Linked DNA regions of Hordeum vulgare: region 1 is linked to region 2. The links are chromatin contacts, called in public Hi-C maps. All regions are on one chromosome and are shown on one strand. The core of a region is the stretch at or near the end of the contact, and the rest is flanking DNA. Distances in the headings are between cores, read along the strand shown.

What was found. Hi-C and Micro-C count contacts between places; a contact is called where the count stands out from the background.
Region 1: a Hi-C map of seedling shows a contact between it and region 2, with 5 times the contacts expected there. The contact joins the promoter of LOC123439245 here to the promoter of LOC123411651 in region 2. A contact is called at or near these places in 1 of 6 Hi-C or Micro-C datasets (seedling) and 1 of 1 datasets of contacts at active chromatin or transcription factors (embryo).

Annotation. Positions count from the first base shown.
Region 1 is chr1H:383,894,198-383,899,539 of MorexV3_pseudomolecules_assembly, reverse strand. LOC123439245 (WD repeat-containing protein WRAP73) reads right to left here and starts at 3,525. Exons shown (of 6, transcript XM_045115985.1): 1 at 3,246-3,525; 2 at 1,477-1,965; 3 at 605-826; 4 at 392-476. The coding sequence starts at 3,362.
Region 2 is chr1H:383,594,721-383,599,898 of MorexV3_pseudomolecules_assembly, reverse strand. LOC123411651 reads left to right here and starts at 1,284. Exons shown (of 7, transcript XM_045104616.1): 1 at 1,284-1,567; 2 at 1,966-2,054; 3 at 2,158-2,233; 4 at 2,833-2,882; 5 at 2,965-3,285; 6 at 3,496-3,534; 7 at 3,821-4,289. The coding sequence starts at 1,423. The coding sequence ends at 4,009.

The DNA.
Region 1 (5,342 bases), core at 2,276-4,775, 300 kb before region 2:
GCTGCACACTTATTTTTGCTGACTATGGAAGGAAAAATACCAATGGTGACCCACACTATAGGGTACAATGTTACCAATGTCAAAACATATAACTAAAGTAAAGTAAATACATCTTCAGACGTATCGCATTAAATGCCAAAATCGGAAAGATTAAGCTTAGTCCATCTAAACAAAACAAAAAAGGATATCCCAGAACATGCTCTTATTCAATTTTGTTAGATAGGATAACATCTTGATGATGTTTCTTTAACTACTTCCACAGATCGTCCACAGCCTATTTCAGTCGATAAGGGAATCGTCAAGCAAGAAATGCTAAGAAAAAGGTATGATGAATGGGTGAACATAGGGAAACAAGCAATAATTGAGCATAAATCCATTTTCGTAATCTTACCAGTGCCATTGTCTCGCATGTTACGAGAGAAGCCTTCGCTTAGACATAACTCCGACATATCAAGCTGCCATGGATCATCTACTTCCTGTGTCATATTTTGTTGTTATAATCAAATGGCATGGACAGTAAAAGTGTAAATCTGCTGAGTTCAAACACTAAAACAACAGTAAATCTGCTAAGACGGGAATTAATGACAAGAATAGACAGATTTACCTTAAATATAGCAGCATTATAGGGACTTCGAATCGAAGCTGGATGAGTGAACTCGGCAAAGGTTTTCCATGTCAAATGGTTCAATATTCGCACTGCTTGATCATAGCTGCCCACTGCTAAAAACTGTCCACATGGTGACCAACCAACAGTTTTGACACCTAACCCACTTTCATATGCCGAATATTTGAACAAGCATCGCCCATCTGGTGAATATATTAGAACCTGTACAAGACATGTTCTCTGAATGGTCAGTTTACATTTCACTATCTCAGAATTGTTACCTCGCACTGAACTATCTCACCTCATTTTTTGTTTAAGGACACACACAAAAACCTTTAAGAGTTGAATAAAAGATTGGTTGAGCTATAAAAACGGGAGGGTGAGCTTTTGAAGGATCATGCAAGGGGCTATTTTTTAAGCCATGGCCCAATATGTTTTGAGGGAAACCATAACCCAGTGTTCCAATTGATCAATCATCAAAACCCAAATTAAACATATAGGCACATGGCACGAAACCAAATTCAGTAATGTCATCAAGTACCAGTGGGGAGCAAGAGTAAATCAAAATATAGGTAAAAGCTGTGCTGCCCTTCGAAAAAAGGTAACACGGTGTGGCATGTCAACCATGCAACAAACAAGGTAACTCAACCAACGTCATCTCAATCTCAAAAACTAAGCTATCTTCAGCAAGCTAGAAAGGTGTGAGGTAAGATCATGAGATACTGTAAGTGAAGATTATTATGGAAGAGTAGCTTAATATAGCAAAGGGGATGACTAAAACTGCCGCGTAGGGATATGCATAAGAATTGGCTACAGTCACAAGCCACAACACATAAAACGCCAGGAAGTTTCTGAAGAGACAGCACACGCACCTTGTATTCAAGAAGTGAATCCCAGGCCACAATAGCACTGTCATCAGGCGACCACTCCACGCCTGCTAAGTCTAGTGTGTCAACAGCGAATACACCCATTATCTCCCAGGAATGACATGACAGCAAATTTACGTAATCTTTGCAGTCCCGCCTGGTGCAGATCGCAGCAAACTTGCCATCCTTAGTGAAAGAAACACCTCTTGCTGCATGCTTTGGCCACTGTACATGAACACAGGCAGTATTTACAAGAGACCATACAGTCAAACGAAGTTGGAACTCTGATGTAGTGAGTATATGCCGACTGTCAGGACTCCAGCGAGCATAAGCAATCCCTGCAGATCCTTCATCAATCTTACAGGTCCAGTCAGGCTGGCTAAGTGACCAAGCCTGCACCATTGGCCGCTTGTAAAGTCCACATAGAATGTATTCTGAATCCGGTGCCCACTCCAAAAAGTTTATCTTGTCCACACACGAAAACAACTGCACCACCTGCACAAACAAGTTAAAACATGTGTTGACAATTTTTAGTGTCTAGATGTTACTAACATTCTTATAATGACAAGGAGATCACGTAAACTTAAAATTCATGCAACTCTTATGGGCATGCGTGCAGTAAATTAGAAAGTTGTAAGGAATTATACATTTTCTTGGGTGATGGATGCAACATGCAAGGTATTATACATACATAACCATTCTTCAAAGTTGAAATGATAAAACAGTAATGCCGCATTCACATAAAAGATATGAAACGTGAAGAACTCATGGAATGTCCATAAATCCAAAAGATGGTAAAGAGTAATCTATAGGTTATAGAATACATTAGACAAACAATAATGATAACACAAATAAAAAGGTGCATCCTAAGCTAATACAGCAGCTAGAATTCATATGTGCAGACCAGATGCACCCAACTAAACCTGCACATGGAAAACAAAACCCCGTATTATCCACTCTCATACCACTTGGTACCACGATTTCTCGGGTCCAACCAGTATGAAATGCATAGCCCCAAATTGACCCCTTAAATAATGCGGAGTCTTGTGCTTCAGATATTTTAGGAGACACAAGCCAATGTTGACCCCCCCCCCCCCCCCGCAAAAATAAATGTTGAACCATTCATGACCACAGCAAGACAAGTAGCAATCAGGTCGAATCGCATTACTCAGTTATAGCAAGTACAGACCTAGAAGACCCAAATGTTTGCTAAAGCGAGGGTTTAGACACAATTTTAAAGTGGTATGTTCGATTCATATGCTACGGCAGGTTGATCTGATTTCAGGAAAGGCCTGGTCCGTCTGACTGGGCCCGTATTAGAGACGCCGTTGCAGCTTATGACAGGCGAACCAGCGAACATTGAGGAGTACGTGATTAGTTCCTGTATTACCTAGGACTTTCAATGAGTTCGCTACTGGACATCCATATACAGTACCTCGATTATACTATATTTTTACTTCGCGAGGACTGCTGCGTATTTCCTCAAATTTCGGGCTTCATTTAGAGGTCCTGCCATTCACGATTCGTCGATGGCTGACAACAGCACGGATATATATAGAAAAAATAAACTATGAGACATGTGTAGGAAGCCGCGGATCAGTCAAAATTGGGCGCATTCCACGCACCAAGGCGCCCAAATCTGAAGCACGCCGGTTGACACGAACCCCTACCCAAATCCCAGATTCGCCAGCAACCACTCCAAAAGGATGAACCCCAGACCCGCAATCCAATTCTACGGGGGAGAAAACAGGCCAGGTAAATGGTGGCGTGTATACCTTGAGGGTGACGACGTCGCGGATCACGAGGCGGTAGTCGACGGCGACGGCGAGTAAGCGGGCGTCGGGAGAGAAGCAGCACGGGCCCGTCTGCTTGTACGCCTCCGTGAACTCCATCCCCCCTACTCGCTCGGCGCCTCCTCCCTGGTCGTTGCGGGAGTGGAGGGGAGAGGGGGGGCTGAAGGCCTGTCGGTCGCCGGCGTACTGCTCAGGCGAGGTGGGGGTGGGGGTGGGGGCTGCGTTGGAAGGTCGATTTTCCTAGAGGCTTTTGAGGGGTTCGTGTTTGGGATTTGAATTCGTTCGGAGGGTGGAGACGTAAAGCCGGAAGTGCGCGTGGTGTAGCAGTACACACTACGCATACGCACGATAGTAATCTTTTCCTGCTCCATAGTTTTTCTTTTTCTTTTTGACACGCCTGCTCCATAGTTTCTTTTTACACGCCTGCTCCATAGTTTTGAACCAGCACTTGTCCTACCAGCGGTTAATGCGCGGCGTGACACGGTTTGGTAAGTCGATCCATAATATGATTCATTGCAAAGTACTATCTTCGTTCCTAAATATAAGTCTTTCTAGATATTACACTGATAGACTACATACGGATGTATATAGACATATTTTAGAGTGTAGATTCATTTATTTTGCTCCGTATATAGACTCCTAGTAGAATTTCTTAAAAGACTTATATTTAGAAACGGAGGGAGTAGTTCGTACAAGAAAATGATAGGCTGCATGTCTTGCCTTGCCTATCCCTCGAGAAAAATGGTCATATTGAATGGTGAGTATTCTGCATGGCCAGGTTTTTTTTTTGAACAGAACAAGGGTCCCGAAGGACCCAAACTTATATTAGATGACCATGCAACATTTTACATGAGGGCTCAACAGAAAAAGAAAGTTACAACATAGTCTAAACATTTTGCAAAGAGGACCCCAGAAGACAAAACTGAAACGCCATCGAGTCCTTGTCGCCGGCTTCGAACCTGGCCCGATCCCACCGCCGCCGGGGAACGAGACCACTTGGGGCGGAGGAATGGCTACAACACCTCCAGCAAATCATTGGAGGTAGACAAAGAAAGTACCACGACGAAGCACCGGAAAAGCTGCCTCCCTTTTGGCTCAACGGCCGAGAGGAAATCATGGAGCCGGTCTTCATCGTCGGAACTCCGAGAGGTCGCCCTTCGACCATAAGACACAGCAGCACAATGATGAAATCCTTAGGGGGCTCAGATCTGCACCAAACCCCCGTGCCAAATGCTGCAAATATTGGGCTCCAAGAACTCACATAGATGAATCGGTCGCTCCGACCCATCCCTCCCTCTTCTTCATGTCCACCTCCATGGTGGCTCAAAGTGAAGCAAGGAAGGACGAGACAAAGCACCAGATTTGAGGATACAACGAGCTTATTGGAGGAGGAACGTGGGCAAGAACTCCTTCCGCCTCTGGGTTCGACCACCGGAGCACCGCGAACCCGAGCCTCACCGTCACCAGCCACTTGATGCAGCTCGCTTGCACCAGACGCGAGCTCCCCATGGAATAACGCCGGTCCTAAAAACGACCAAAGAACTACTCTGTATAGGAGCAACCCAAGCTCTTCTCCCTTTCCATATTCGGCCGGCAGCGTCGTCGGACAGGAGAGGGGCCCGAGCCGGGCCTGCCTGCGGAGCGACTCTCAAGGGGAAGAGAAGGGGAGGAGAGGGGGAGGGGTAGGGGAGGAAGAGTCCGCTGCATGGCCAGTTTAGTGAATTTTTTTGGTGTGTTGCATGTTAAAACTGATCTATAGTACTACATAGATGAACAGACAATTAGCCTAGTAGTCCAAAAGTAGCAAAAAAACTAACTATGGTTTGCTATAGTGCCTGGAGTGTAAACATTGGCCAATTTTTTGGTATAAATAGTTAGAAACTCAAACTATGATTATGTTTTGCACAACACTATGTTACAACTCGATTTATATTATTTATCTTCAAAAAGGCGGACCTGTGTGAATCTAAAAAACAAACTGGGTATTGTTTACATTGTCGTTGCCATAGCAATTGTCTTGTGGTACGCAACAAGAAAGTAGCATCTTGCACTTTCAATTTATGATATTGATGTCCTATA
Region 2 (5,178 bases), core at 35-2,534:
CCGTGCATAAGTTGTTGAGATAATGAAGGAGGGAGGGAGCTAGCAATCTTCATTGACAACTACCATTTAGCATATGAATTCCCTCTAGTTTATTTTCAGCATTGTTTTAGAGAGCATAATGTTGTTGTCCATGAGTTAGCTCCCTTTGAGCTCATTCTTCTGCTACTAAATGATGCACCCTGGTTACAAGCTAATAATAGAGAGAATTTTGATAAAAATAACATACCGTTGAATCCGCATGTGAAAAGAGTTTGTAATGATATATTTTTATATCATGCATCTCGTATTTCATTAATATTATCAATGTTCAAAGGCAACTTAAAAAAATTATTGATCCCTATATATTTGAATGAAGGAAGTACATATTATAATATTATTCAGACTAGCTCATAAAACACCCCCACACACACATATTGCAGAGCAGTACCCAATGGGATAGATAGTAGGACATATGTGTTCAGGTACCAAAACGCTACTATGAGCACTAAGAAGTCTTAGGGTCCCGTTTGAAACATAGGACCTTGAAATGCAGGAACATTTTTTTTGGAATGAATTAGGATGTTGTCTATCTTGAATTTATTAGAAAAAAAATACAAAACTATCATTTGGATGTCGTGCAGGCAAAACAAAGGAATTGTAGACACGAATAAAGGAAAATATGAGGTAGGACCTAATGTTAGTTCTCTTCCAAATTTTATGTTCCCTTCGTTCCAGAATATAAAGGTATCGAATTTCATGCAAATGAAACTCGTGTATGTTTGATCAAGATTATGAAATAAAATATCGACATCTATAATACAAAATAAATAAGATACAAAAAATACTTTCTATAATGTACGTAATGATACAAATTCCATACTGTAGATTTTGATATATTTTTTCTAAAAATTGGTCAAACATGCAAATGTTTAATTTTTGAAGAAAAAAAACTAATACACCTTATATTCTGAAACGGAAGGAGTATGAAACATCCCAAACCACATAAATTTCAAAGGAATGTAAGATATCAACTCCTTAGTTTCAAATATATTTTTGTATGTGGATCCTACCATCTAAACTTCCTATATATTTTGTCCCCTAAAAGAACTTCCTATATTTTTCCTTATTTCGAACGGTTCTAAAAAAGACAAAGGTTCAAAAACGAAGAAAAGTGTGATGTTGGAGGTTTGGGGCTTCCAAGGGGTGATGGGGGCTTGCTCGCACATGGCCCGTGCGGCGGATTCGTACAATAACAGGCTCCTTCTTCAGTTTAGCCCAGCCACCGTGCGTTCAACGAGTAGGCCCAACTCCTTGACGGCCAGCCACCGCTGTTACCTCACTCCTGTGTTTCTCCATTGCAATAGCTGACGGCGACGACGCAGCTTGAAAGGTAGTTGTCGGCGACCAGCCCCCTCCCCCTCCTGTCGACGGTGGTCGACCCCGATGGCAAGTCGGCGGGAACGGAGGCTTCCGCCCGCACCCGCTTTCCAGATGGAGAACCCCTTCAGCGTGAAGGTTCTTCAGGTCTTCACCGGCGCCGGCGTCGGCTGCGGCGTCGGAATTGGCGTCGGCCGCCCAATCTACCTAGGTAATAGAAGCAAACCTTCCACTCGCTGCTGTTCCTTCTGTTCTTAGGATAATCAGGATGGACATCGATCGAGTCCGTCACGAGTCGGCGGGTTCGGCATTTTGTCGAACAGCTGAGGCGGGTGATGAAACGGGGCACCCTGCCGAACAGTTGGTGCCGTGTGTAGTTGTAACCGTGCAGGATTGTATTTTAATTTAAAGCGTTTAAGGCATACACCAGATGAAGATCGAAATTTGAAGATAGGGAAGCACAGGGAAGTAGTGTCAGCTACTTAGTTCAAGCTTGCTGACAGTGGCACCGTGCGCATCTGTAATGACTGTGCTCCGACTAAGAAGAAATTGACTAAATTTCAGTGAGTGGTTGTTGTTTAAGAAAATGTCTCTTGTTCTGCTGGTCAGGTATGATACCGGGCCTTCAGCAAGTTATGAGTGCCACAAGAGGTGCAACCGATTCTTTTTCTGGTGTCACAAGACATGTTAATTCTGCTGTAAGTCACTCTCCCATGAGCATATGCATGACTAAACTGATTTTGCATTTAGTGTTTCTCTAGATCTGATTTTGTGTTTTCTTTTCTTGCGTTCGTGCTCTAGCTAAAGAAAGCAGGGTTAAAGAATATTGAAGCGGGCATTGGATGTGGAGTTGGTATAGGACATGGTTTTGGAATAGGTACACATTGCAGCTGTTCCATTTATTTAGCCTTTCTGTTGATGTTGTCCTAGAAAGACTGGTCGTGATTATTTCCAATTATAGTATCTCTCTAAATGAAAGCATCTTTAATCTCTTGCACGTTCAGTATATTCATTCTTCTCTTGGTGGCCACATAATAGTGTGTCTAGTTGCCTGCATAGAAATCAGACTAAGAATCTAAGGTTAGGATGACACTATGATGCACCGATACTTCTATTGTTCTTTAATGTTTTCCCATTTTTGTTCACTGTTGTGTGGAGTTTTCAGCGCATGTGAACATTTGCTTCAAAGATCAACATTCATCTTGATAGAACCTTTCATATCTATGAAACTAGAACTCTCTTTAAGTAGTGCGCATGGGCAATTTCTTAAATTCCTGCAGTGCTTCCTGCTCAATCTTTTCGTTTTACTACAACTTATGATTCTTACCGTGTTCCTTTACATACATCATATACACCGTAAACGTATAGTTTAGAACCGTTAAATGTTGCATTGTGAACTGCCTTTCTGCACAAGCATGTTATCTTGTTTGCCGTGGTCTTGAAGCTAAATCAATTAAGTATCTCTTTAATTTTCAGGAATTGCCTTGAAACCACGAGCAATTCATGGAATTCAATCATCGATTGCAGTACAGACCTTATAACTCTAATATGTCTCGATTTCTTTTTTGTTTCCCTTGTTGTACGAACATTAACGGAACTATTTTTTAGGAACTTTTGTCCAAGTTAACTTCAAAGCTGAGGGATTCCCCTGGGGAGACAGCTACATCAGATCTTATATCTGGTTCGTTGCCTACCAGTGGACAAACCCCCAGTGGTATGTCCATGGATCTAGAAGCTAAGGCATTCAAAAGCAATTTCCACCACACTTTAAGCAACGAAATATCACAAGTACAGCCGACTCATGAGTTGCGTGGCCAGAATGGAATGCAGCAAGAGATGATAACAGGAAATCGAACTGAAAAGGTCATTGCCAACTTTCTGCAGAGTCCCCTGTTCCAGAACGATACAAAAACGGACATCAGGGATGCGGTATGCACTAAAATCTCACCTCTATGTTCTCTCTAACATGTATTCCCTCCGTCCCAAAATAAGTGACTCAACTTCGTACTTAGTACGAAGTTGAGTCACTTACTTTGGGACGGAGGGACTATACATATTGATACATATGTTGCTATGTCTTCTACTGCTCAATTTTGCTTGTACACATTATGACACTCTTTTTGCTTATTATTTTTACAGTCTGTAAATTTGCATGGGACGGATAATGTACTTCAGTTGGTGAGTTCTAATGCTTCTCATGCATACTTCTTGATTTTACTCTAAGGCTCGGTAGTTCTATCCTTGTCCTTTCTGCCAGATGTGTTTTACACCCAGTGTGGCCTTAAAATGATGTGTCTCTAACCTATCTAACGAGTAAAATATTACTCACGTCTGAATTGACAGTAGTAGAATTGCCAGGGTGATTATTGTTGCAAATCGTATTCTTGTACGGAATGGTTTGCAAATGTTCGTTTTTCATTTCATAGCTCACTACTAACTAGTTCTGCATTTCTTTCTTATCCAGGTGCTGAAGCACCAAAGAGTTATCGAAGAGTTACGAGACGAGAATGAAAAGCTGCGTCAGGTGCTCATAGAGGAGCTTAAGATTTCACCAACTAAATTACAACTGGATCGAACAAGTGGAGTGAAGGCCTACTATCCATGCTCGGAGTGCTTTGACTGCCGCCGTCGAAGTCGGAAATCGAACAGATAGCAGTGGCATCAGCTCTAGTTATTTGTAGCCAAGTATTTGCTATTTTTTCCACTAGCTGAATATTTCACTAGAGCAATAGTCATAGCTTTCTGCATGATATTCTCGACAAAACGGCCAGGCCAGCTATTTTTTGCTGAGGCACTTTATCTGATCTATACATTATGTTCCATGTAGATGGTGAAAAATTTGAAGTTTGATGTCTCTGCTCGGTACAACGAATGATGTGTGGCTGGCTTGTCATACAATCACATATATAAGTTTGAAACATTTTTCATGTTAACAAAAGATGAAGTTGTGGGAGCTAAAACCCTTTTACATGTTAAGCGCTTCTGCATAGAATATGGATTTGTTCTCAGCTTAGGCTTAGGCCCCTTTAGGGGGCAAAGAAATAATTGGAATATTGAAATGATGCCTCACAATTCATACTCTGGTGCTGGCAACCCAGAACAAGAGAAGAGAAACCCTTTGAAACATGGTATAACTAACAACACACAGATTTTGGAGGAAAACAATATTTCAAGGTCAAAACCTATCTGAAGCACGAGGGTGTCAAATGCCTTCAGAGTGGTGGACTTGTGTGCCTCCGGCATGACAGACCAACCTAGTGTAGAGTGACTTCACGATACATCCCAAACCCATAAAGTTGAAACAAGCCGTCATGAAATCACCCCTTTGACCACGAGCATAAAAAAAAATTCTACCCCTCTCTTCACTTAGATGTAAGCTACATTGCCTACTCTTTGTCTATCGTATCTCATCCGTGGTATATATTATGCCTCTTGAGCTCACCCTCCACACCAACTCAAGTACTAAACAATCTTGTTATAATAGTAAGGAGCATGTGCGCTGGTACATTGCAAAATGAATATAGAGGCAAATTTGGACAACCTGCCTCCCCCACCCTTGTTTGGCAACATTGAACCTCTCTTCGTGGAAGGAGAATGTAGTTATCCTATATATCTAGTGTTGCAAGAAGTATGCAATGGCATCAGCGATTATTTGGATAAGAATAGTGGAGAGGGAATCCGTATCTCAAAATTAAGAGGACATGATGACATTTGTGTTGCTATGTGTTTTTCCTCCATCCACATCTCTAACATCAACTTAAATAAACATGGATAGTTAACGAAACACATATGATCCTACATTCAACAACAATAAACATGGAT